Linked DNA regions of Mus musculus: region 2 is linked to region 1. A link is a contact called in public HiChIP or PLAC-seq data. All regions are on one chromosome and are shown on one strand. Each heading gives the region's core, a stretch centred on a gene start, on an enhancer-like site or on the middle of the called end of the contact. The rest is flanking DNA. Distances are from core to core; before and after follow the strand shown.

The links. HiChIP or PLAC-seq counts read pairs in DNA pulled down with a chosen protein or histone mark.
Region 2: a contact with region 1 is called in a CTCF HiChIP or PLAC-seq map of the NIH/3T3 cell line, with 5 read pairs. The contact joins the promoter of Actr10 here to the enhancer-like site in region 1. A contact is called at or near these places in 1 of 15 datasets of contacts at CTCF or cohesin (the NIH/3T3 cell line), 9 of 115 datasets of contacts at active chromatin or transcription factors (bone marrow-derived macrophages, craniofacial prominence, embryonic limb bud and 3 more) and 2 of 9 other capture datasets (adipose tissue and pancreatic islet).

What each region holds. Positions count from the first base shown.
Region 1 is chr12:70,622,346-70,627,463 of GRCm38.p6, forward strand. It overlaps Gm40436 (a long non-coding RNA gene), which reads left to right. Exons shown (of 3, transcript XR_872797.2): 3 at 138-366. Among named protein-coding and RNA genes, the nearest start is that of Gm24474, 25 kb to the right of the region's middle. Within about 2 kb of position 2,101, at least 50 of the 459 cell types and tissues checked have an H3K27ac peak or open chromatin away from gene starts, as enhancers often do. A contact at or near this core is called in the NIH/3T3 cell line, where this site is marked.
Region 2 is chr12:70,935,469-70,940,748 of GRCm38.p6, forward strand. It overlaps Actr10 (ARP10 actin-related protein 10), which reads left to right and starts at 2,389. Exons shown (of 13, transcript NM_019785.2): 1 at 2,389-2,563. The coding sequence starts at 2,487.

The DNA.
Region 1 (5,118 bases), core at 851-3,350:
AGTTTCACCAGACTTGGCATCCAATCTCCATAGACTGGGATTTGCCGTTGAGGCTGTCTCTTAGTCCTGCGAAAGATGGATGATAGTGTCTACACTTTTTATCTTTCAGTCTTCTTAAATTGTATTTGGCTTTACAGGAGCAACTTGCAAGACAATAACTCTGCCCTTTGATCTTCACCACCTGGGCACTTCAAGCCATTTTTACCTCCGTGGCAGAGGCAGAGCTAAGAAAGAACGTGTTTCAACATAAGCTGATGTACCGAGAGCTTTGGTCTCCCCCATCTCTCCTCCTGCACTGGGACATGATGAAAGCCAAACCGACTACACAGACCTCTTAGGACCAGAGCACTTCAGAAAAGCACACTAAACACCTTGTGGGAATAATGTAAGATAATGATGTAAACTTATCTTGAAGACTGCCATAAATAAAGTGATATTAAATGTGCCTGATAATTATATACTACTTAATGGCATAATTAATCTGTTCTATCTCTATCTACTCTCCTCTCTGAGCACCTTTTCCAAACATCCTACCATCAGATGTTTTCCAAACATTAGACATCCCGCGGAGTGGAGGTGGGGTGCCTCTTCCTGGGGTAGTCTGTTTTCATATACGTTGTCCTGAAGAGCACACTAAATGCCTTCATATATTTAAATGTCTTAACAGCTTTTATGGATGCTGGTGACTTTAACAATTCTTTTTTTGGTCTTAGTGGATTCTTTTAGGGGAGTAGGGTGTGGGCCTAGACTGGCTCTTTCTTTCTCCCTTCCCTCTTCTCCACCCCTTCCTTGCCTTGTCTGTCCCTCCTCAATTCTCTCTTCTTTCTCTCTTTTCTCCCTCCCCACTCCCATACACACACACACACACACACACACACACACACACACAAATGCACTGCTGCCTCTTTTTTTTTTCAACATCCTTTCAAGGGTTTTTAATTCTGTACCTTGAGAAATAATAATTTCAGTAATTGGCCGGCACAGTGCTAATTACATGGGCCTCCAGAGGGGCAGCTAATCTTGAGACTTGCACATAATAAACTAAATGGCCCCGTGAGCTTTCCTGTCTCAGATTTCACTCTGGAAACTCCTCAAATCTCTGCATTTATTTGCCTTAAGTTTTACTGTCTTGTAATTGTTAACGATTATCTCTCATATTCCCCCATCCCCTCCCTCCACAAACAGTATAAGCTCCTTAGGGCAGAAGCTATGCCTTTCAGATTTATACCATTATAGGGATTGCTTGATAAATATTTGTTGACATGCTTGGGATATTGACTCTACAGGGTCATCTCACCACCATGACTTGTAGTTTATCACCACTGGACACTTCTTCTTCAAGGCTGTTCTTCATGGTAATTACATGCCAGAACTCTTTAGGGTAACCATTTTGGTATAACAGGCAATGAATTTTTGTTTGTTTGTTTGTTTAACCTTAGAAAAGAAAAGCTGTGGGTCATGATCCCAACAGGAGTTGCATATCAGATATTTACCTTACAATTCATACCAGTAGCAAAATTACAGTTGTGAAGTAGCAACAAAATAATCTTATGGTTGGGGGTCACCACAACATGTGGGACTGTATTAAAGGGTTGTAGCACTAGGAAGGTTGAGAGCCACTACTCTGGGTGTGAAATAGATAATTCACCTGCTTCTCTGAGGATGTGTTCTGCTGTTTTCTCAGCTGATTTCTGCTGGAAGAATCAGCAAATGGTTTTAACGGTCCCCCACCATGGTCAATGGGGTTGGGCTAGTGAAGGCCCAGAGAATGCAATCCAGTGCCCACTGTCTGCAGAAGGCTTAGCCCCTCCTCCTAACCTAGATGTAAGATATAGTCACTGCTCTAAGAAATGAAGGTGTGTTCTCTGTCATTCAATCAAGCTTCCAGATCTGTTGTACCAGGACACCCTAAGGTTGGACCAAATCTCCTCTTCAGATCTTGTTTCTTCATAGGCAAGAAAGCTGAAGGAGAAAGGACACACAACAAGGAGAACTTGCAAAGCATGCCCAAGGCATGCAGATTTCTTATGTCTACTCCCTGCTCCTCATCTGTTTATGTTCTCTGAGTGTCGAGATGAATGTGACTCAGCTGTGATACACCAAAAGATGAGGCAGCAATTGAGCCCTTACGCTCTCCCTCAGCATATGGCAAGCTTTGTGGCTGCCAAACACAGATGAATGCAAAACCTTTTGTTTCAGAAAACCAAGGCTCACTCTGCCGGGCTGGCACTGGACATGATGTCTTCAGGGTGTGGCCAGGAAGACACTCTGAGTTGTCCGGCCAACAGGATGTCTACAATGTGATGATTTGGTCCCTTGTTTGGAAAGCCTTACCTCACTGCCAATTCAGTCTCCATCTTCCAGAGAAACTATAGAAAAGACTTTCCCCCCGTTCATGCGAAGCAGCTTCCCCTTTAAAAATAAACACTGAAGCGTTTCCTCAGACATCTGTGGATCCCAGAAGCCAGGTTCTCTCCCACAAACAAGATTGGATAAAGGCGCCTGCTTTCTTTTTGTGCAGAAAATCTGATGCATACGTTTGAGGTGGGTGGAGAAGAATGAATTATTTCCCTTTAAATTGTGACTTTTATCTAAGAGAGTGGTGTTTTTTCTTTTGATTTTCTTTTTCTCCTACTCAGTCTTGGCCCTGTTGGCAAGAAACCTAACGATAACTTTGGTGCTCTGAAAACCTGATATTATTTCCTGAGATTCTCCTCCTGAGGCTGGGAAGCAAAGATGAGCACTGGCTCATGGACACATCAGAGCTGGACCCTGTAGGAAATTAGATTCTGCTTCTACTGTTTGGCCTTTCCTGTTTTCCCTGCAATCTCTGAGGCACTGAGCCCATCAGCACTGTGGACGGTCGGTCATCTGGTACAATGCTAGCTGTCCGTGGAGAGGCTGGTGGAGAGCAGGACAGGAGGTGGAATTTGCCATCCTCTGGTAGCATGCAGAGTACCTGCGAGCACCGTACATGCCAGGAAGGATGCAGGCTCTAGCTAGGCATCAGCCCAGCTTCTCTGTGTTCCGTGAAATATAAAGTTTGCTTTAGCAATAGGGCCTTACCATTAGTTTGTGCAGTTTCATATACTGTAACTAAGCTTAGAAGTAGCAGAATTAAGATTCAAACATGAAATGACAGGTTCTAAAGTCCATCTTTAACTTCCACAGTTGTAGATGTCAGCGTGGGACTAACACTGTGATATGAGTTTCAGAAGACAGCTAGCTAGCATTGCTAAGATGTTTATATTTTCTAGGAAAAACATGGTCTGCATATCAACTGGACTGTAGGTGGGGTAACTCAGGTTGCTTCCTGGGTGTGCAAGGCTGTTGGGGGTTGGTATAGCGCTGTTATATATTCAAATGCTAAATATTGGCCCCCAAGATTGATCACCCTCTCCCACATTCACCAAGTGATGCTATGTAAACCCTGCTCCACAGTTGAAAGTTAACTGGTTAATAAACGTTTAGAGTCTGTGATTGGGCAGTATGGAGAGAAAGGCAGGACTTGAGGCTGGAGTGAAGGGTCTCAGGAGAGACCAAAAGAAAAAAAGGAAACCAAGGAAGGAAGCAATTGCCATGAGAGGCAATTGACCATGAGCATATGGCCAGGAGAAACAGCAAGTGACAAGGGACCTATGGCTGGGATGTAAATTAGAATAGCGCTAAAACCCACCCAATCTTGTAAATAAAATACCTGGATTGTGTGTCTTTATATGAGCTAGATCAAAATAATTCCTTTTACACGTGGCCATTGGTTCCATTTGGGGGCAAATGTACGAATGAGAGAAGGTAAAACATGCTTGGATGGATGGTTCTGATGGTGCCTAAGAGTATGCAAGGGAGCAACGCAGGCGGGGCTGACCCTGCCGAGGGGGCTGGCCCTGCTGTCTTGCATGCACCTATGGGAAGAGGTTGGGGCTGCCCACATCAGGTCCTAGCTTTTAGACCTGAGTCCACAGTGCATCCAAAGGAAAATGAGTTTCAAATGCATGCAACATGTTTATCATTTTGCTTATTCCTTCAGAAATGTGAGTGAATGTCTAGCTACCATGCATGTGCTAGTACCACACACTCTGGGTGATTGTCATCAAGGTGCTGTAATGAAGGGAGTCACAGTGCAGTACAATGTTCTCTGTGATTGGCAAGCACCATGCCTGATCCTGGCAATTTAGGTTCTTCTAATATTTTATAGTGTTCTATTCCCCTATGGCTGGACACAATGAGGTCAGATATCCAGAACCCAAAGGAACTCCTTGCAAATTGTATCTTGTTGCATTTTCCTGTGGTGAGGACTGCAAAAGTATTCATGAGCCAAGGTTGCACAGGGGCCAAGAGGAGTAGCAGCCAGGTCATATTAGAGTGTGGGGAGAAGTGGGGGGCTCTGCATAAGAGTTGCCTCTGTAGACCAGGTCCTTGATGTCTTCAGAAGCCACATAGTTGTATTCCATAGGGACCTGTTCAGCCCTGATATCCCGATGGCAATGCTTGCAAAAGTTCTTGCAGAGAGCGCAAGCCTGAACAGCAGGAGGAAGCTGCACTCCCTGGGTGCAGACAGGAGATGTGCTTGTTACAGCTCAGTTTCTGCTTCTACAATGCACACTGTGATGAGAGGATGGAGAGCTACTTAGGGAGGGAAGGGTTTGTGGCTTATACTTCCATGCCACCGTATGTCACTGAGAGAAGTCAGGGCAGAAATTCAAGCAGGAGCTGAAGCAGAAATCATAGAGGAAGACCGCTTACTGGTTTGCTCTCCTGGGCTACTTGCCTTATGCAAGCTAGGTCAACCTGCCTAGGGATAGTATCACCCAGAGTGGACTGGGTCCTCCTCCATTCAAAGGCAAAATCTCATCATCATCATCATCATTATCATCATCATCATCAAGAAATTGTTCCACAGACAGGCCAATCTGATGAGGCAATTTTTCAGCTGAGGCTCCTTCTCTCCTTATGTGTGAAGTTGACCACTGAGATCAGCCATCTTGATACTCCATTGTTATCTGTTGCCTGAACTTGCCTCGGAACTCTGTATGCACCTTAGGTCCCCTTTCTGAGCACCCTATCTGCAGACCACTCAACAGGACAGACAGACAGACATGCAGATCATGCCTTAGATGG
Region 2 (5,280 bases), core at 1,139-3,638, 310 kb after region 1:
TCCCCTAGAGGGGAGGAATGATACTCAGTCAACCTTGCATCAGTAGCTATACTCCCAGTTAGAAGAACCTCTGAACAAGATCTCCAGGAAAATACATGAGCCTGGACAGTGGTGTCCACCTTTAATCCTAGCACTCAGGAGGCAGAGAGGCAGGCAGATCTCTCTAGGTTTGACGCCAACCTGGTGTACAGGGAGTTCCTGAACAGCCAGGGCTATGTAGAGACCCTGTCTCAATCTCCACCCCCAAAGGAAATGACCCAGACCCAAGAGAGCTGAGCATGGTGGCTCATTCCTTTAATCCCATCACTCAGGGCTCCAAGGCAGAAGGTATACCTCAAGTTTGAAGCCAGCCTGAGCTATAGAGTGAATTCCAGGCCAGCTCTGGGCTATAGAGATCTTACCTCTAAAAACAAATGGCAAAGCAATAAATAAATAAATAAATAGCCCAGGTAAAAACTTTAATGGTAGCTACAGATCCATGATTCTATGACTTTTAAAGTTAGATTCTCTTAAGGATATGGTTTATAAATAAATTTGAAGATGATTGGTCTTAAAATTAATTGAAAATGAACTTGCTTATTTCTCTTCTCTGAAGAAATTCCTTTGTAATGAGATTATTAGGTGATTTCATGAGCAGTATTTCATAGGTTTGCAGTGAGAAAGGGACTGAGAAGATGAAGATCAAAGGTCACACAGGTTAAGCATGTTTCAGGCTTGAACATAGTTTATTGGCTGTTTTAATGTTCTTGTTTGAACAGTTTCTATTATCTTCAGTTTTCAAATTAAAATGCAAATACATTGTTCACCTCTTTTCGTTTCCATCCTCGCTCTAACCCTTCCTGTGCCACACCTTTGCTCTCTCAAATCGATGGTCTCTGTTTCTTTAATCTCATTACACACACACACACACACACACACACACACACACACACCAGCTTGTGTGTGTCTGTTTATGAATATCATGGTTGGGTAAGACTGGTTTCCCTTCTTTGAAAGCTTGTATGGAGCCTTCTGGTACCATGAAAGCTAGTTCTCAGGGAGGAGGCTTTCTGGTTAGAACCTCTGGGTCCTCTGTCTAAAGTGCATGGTGTCTTAGCAACAACGACTTATCCTCAACCTCTGCAATGCAACTAAGAGCAACAGCAAAGCTTGTTTGGGGAGTTTCTTGGACATCTCTGACAAACTGCTCAAACAGCATCTCCTTGCCCAGTGCTGGGATTTTTGTTAGATGACTGTGAGAAAATGTCTCTTTTGCAGACTGTCTGGACAGTTTTTTCAGTTGGGTCAACATTCTTTGCTTCCAGCCAGCAAGAGAAATAAATCAGGGTTTTTTTTGTTTGTTTGTTTTTTTAATGTACTCTTAAATCTTTCTTTTTAAAAAATACTCCACAAGAGGTTCCATTCAAACATCTGAGATTATTAAGGAATATATTTGTTTTGTGTTCATTCTTTTTTTCTTTCTGCTAAAATAACCACGATATTCTCCTTATTAAATTTTTATTTATTTGTTCTCGATTTCATGTATATGCTTTGATCATATCTTTGCATCTTGCCACCATGACACCTGGTTTCTCCTCTTCTAGAAATCCAATCAATCTCCCCAGCAACAGGCAAGAACTGCTGTCTTAGTAACTATTCTATTTCTGGGAAGAGACAACATGACTAAGACAACTCTTATAAAAGGAATCGTCAATCGGGGACCTGCTTACAGTTTTAGTTAATGATGGGGGGGTGGGGTGGCGGGCAGGCATGGCAATGAAGCAGTAGCTGAGAGCTTTACATCTTAATTGCCAGGCAACAAGGGTCCGGGGTGGGGGTTGGGGGCAGAGGAGGCAGGGAGGAGAGAGCTGCGCCTAGTGTGGGCTTTTTAAACCCCAAAGTCCACTCCCAGTGACACACCTCCTCCAAGGTCAAATCTCCATATCCTTCCAAAACTGTTCCAGTCCTCGGTGACTAAGCATTCAAACAGATGAGCCTAGGCGCGCGGGGGGGGGGGGGGGGGGGGCGTTCGCATGTAAACCACCACAAATACTGCTGTAATTAAGGAGCATTTCCGCCTTCCCAATCCAAGTTTTGAATTTAGATCTTAGGATCCTTTTCTAGAACTGCTTCGGGGAGAGTGAAAGCCAATCTCTTCTGAGCAGACTCTATCTTGTGTGTTCATTGCGGCGACTAAATGTCATGATAAACGACCAACACAGAACTGGAGAATGAGAAAGCGATCTCAAGTTCCTGCCTCCCCTCCTAAGCCGCTAAAAATCCTTACTACGCCGCGCAGGCGCCCCCGGCCGCTGAGCGAGAGGACCCGGGAGGCTCCGCCCCTCTAAGGTGTCCGGCGCGCCTGACCGCCTCGGCCTCCGCGACGTCAGGCCTCTCCTTGGCCAGCCCGGGTCCTCGGCTTTGTGAGGACCCCGCCCCGCCCCCGCGCTGAGGCAGCCCCCCCGCCGGGCGGACCACTTCACCCTCTCTACGTCGGTCTCTCAAAGATGCCGCTCTACGAGGGCCTTGGGAGCGGCGGCGAGAAGACAGCAGTCGTGATCGACCTAGGAGAAGCTTTCACCAAGTGAGTGGCCATGGGCGGCTGTGGGCCCGAGGGACGTGCCGGTGGTCCCGGACTGGCAACCGTCTTTAGGCCCGCTGGGCACCCGGGACCTTCCCCCGGCGATCCCGCGAATGCTAGCTCACATCGTTGCCTTAAGGCAAAGCTCAGTCCACACTCAGTGATGAATGTGTTGTCAGGGAGGACTCTCTTGGGCAATGCGAACCTGTAGGATCTGGTGGCCTGAGTGGGATCTGGACTCCTAGAGAAGCCCAGGAAGCTCGGGGAACGGTGTCCCCCACCCCACCCCCGTCTAAGGTGATCAGGGGCCATCACTTTAACTTTTGACAGCGATGACCCAGATTGTGCTTGCCTCTGGCTGGGTCAGATTGGAAGGAAACCATCGAATTGTAACGCTTGCTGACTCTTTCCACCATAAAACATTTATGGGATGGAGCCCCATTGGTTCTGGAAATAGATTGTTCTCCAGGAGTGTAGGAAATCAGCTATGGAGCCCTGGCACATGAAGACAGGAAGCCGCATAGAAATGAGACGGGAAATTGTTGGTTACCTTATAATACTCTTAGACCCACATTTTGCACTTTAAAAAAGCAGTTTGTAAGCACGGGAGTAGTGGTCCTCGAAGTGGCAGTCAAAGGTAGAGATAGCAAAACACAAATTCACAAGCCTTGGAACATCTGGACAGTATGAGAGGATGCTGGACGGTTTTAAGTTCTTTGGACCATCCATTTAAGAGTCCTTGTATTGGACTCAAGAACAACACAGAATTACATGACATATATGTATATATAAAGTGATGTTGTGTATGAAATACATATTAGGCTCCAGAAAGCTGAGAGTTCCATCATATATACATATTATGTGTTTGAGGTGAAGTTATATATGAAACAGATGTGTGGATTATTTTTGCATATTTTAAACACTTCCTAACCTGTAATAGATGTTAAGCAACTATTAAATAAATGGTCATAAGAACAGACTTAAAAATTGGTCCTTAGAAGCTACAGAATTGGATTAAACATAGTTCTTGATTATCCTCTCCTTCTCTGACTCTCCCATATTCATCTTACTTTTTTAAAAAACATTAATATAATAAGTAGAGATTACTACCTGAAAATAATTATTGTGGCTATACATTGAAAATATAAATTATTATATAGGGATGTGATTGAAGACAGAAGGACATAAAAGTTTTCAAAGGCAGAACTTAAGCTACATCATTACAAAGTCCTTGAGGACTTTGAGGAGCACTGAATATAAGTAACATTGAAGTGAAAATGGAGAGAGATGTCTAGGCACAGGGGAACAGTGCCCAGGCGGGGGAAGAAAAAAAAAAAAGGTGTGATTTCCAATATGGTCATTTTAGCAACCTTTTTTCCAGCACAAAAGAAATGTGGCACTGACTACTAATTTTTCTCTTTTTCTTTTTCTTTTCTTTTCTCTTTTTGTTTTTTTTTTCTTTTTGAAATAGTGTCCAGTGTGGCCCAAGCTGCCCCAAACTTCTAGTCCTAGTGCCTCTGCCCTCCTGAGTGCTGGCATTGTTCATGTGCCTACTGTGCTTGGCTTAAACCAAGACCCACAAGTTGTCTTCTCCCCTTCCTATGTGCACTGTGTCATTCACGCACCCATGCACATAAACACAGGAAATAAATACTAATAAAACCAGTGTCCATGTCCTAGTGTGAGTGTAGGCTTGTTTGAGTTCATCATATATGAAATGATTATAATTGTCAGATTCTCATAGTTTAAGAAGATAGTCTTGGGGCTGGAGAGCCAGCTCAGTGGGTAAGAGCACTTGCTACTCTTCAGAGAACCTGGGTTCAGTTCCCAGCACCCATGTCAGATAGCTCACAGTTACCTCACAATTCCAGTTCCAGGGAATCTAATGACCTCTGTGATCACCAGGCGCGTATGTAGTGCACATACATACACATATGGGCACAACACTTATACACATAAAATGATTAAAGAAAAAAAAGTCTTAAGTAACATGCTAACGGTTACTTTATTAGTAATAGTACTTTATTAATATTAAAACTAAGAAGAGAATGAAGAGATTATTCATGTGCCGTGTGGTGAGTGACATTTCTGTCAATGAGAGATCACATATATGATGTCATGGCTCTTCAGTATCACATGTGGGTTGTCTATGACCAGAGTTTCTTTATTCTGAATAATTGTAGTTCCTATTATTCCATGTTTAGATGCATTTAGGTACACAACCACTTACCTTTTGTATGTTTTTATATACTTAAGTATACAAACACCTTTGAGTTATACTTGCCTGCAGTATTTAGTATGGCAACATGTTCTAAAAGTGTGTCGTCAAACAACAATCACGGACATAGCTTTATGTGCAGCCCACTGTGTTTCTAGGTTTATGTAAGTATGCTTTTAGGATGCTGCAAAATAACTAAGCCACCCAACAATGTGCTTCTCACAGCCTCTCACTGAGTAATACACGACTGTCAGAAGGAAGTCACATAGTGTAGATCCAGGGTTATAAAAATAAATGTCTTATAAAAGAGGAGGAAAATGAAATCTGCCTTAAAATGAGACACTGGCTTATTTCAATATAAAAATTTGTATATACTTTGCTTCTTCCTTTAATGTGTGATGTAAACTTAATAAATGTTATTTTTATATTTTTTCTTTGACCCTTTAAGTGCATCAGAGATATTTCCAGATGTTTTTGTGGCCATTGTTTCTTTGGCAGATAT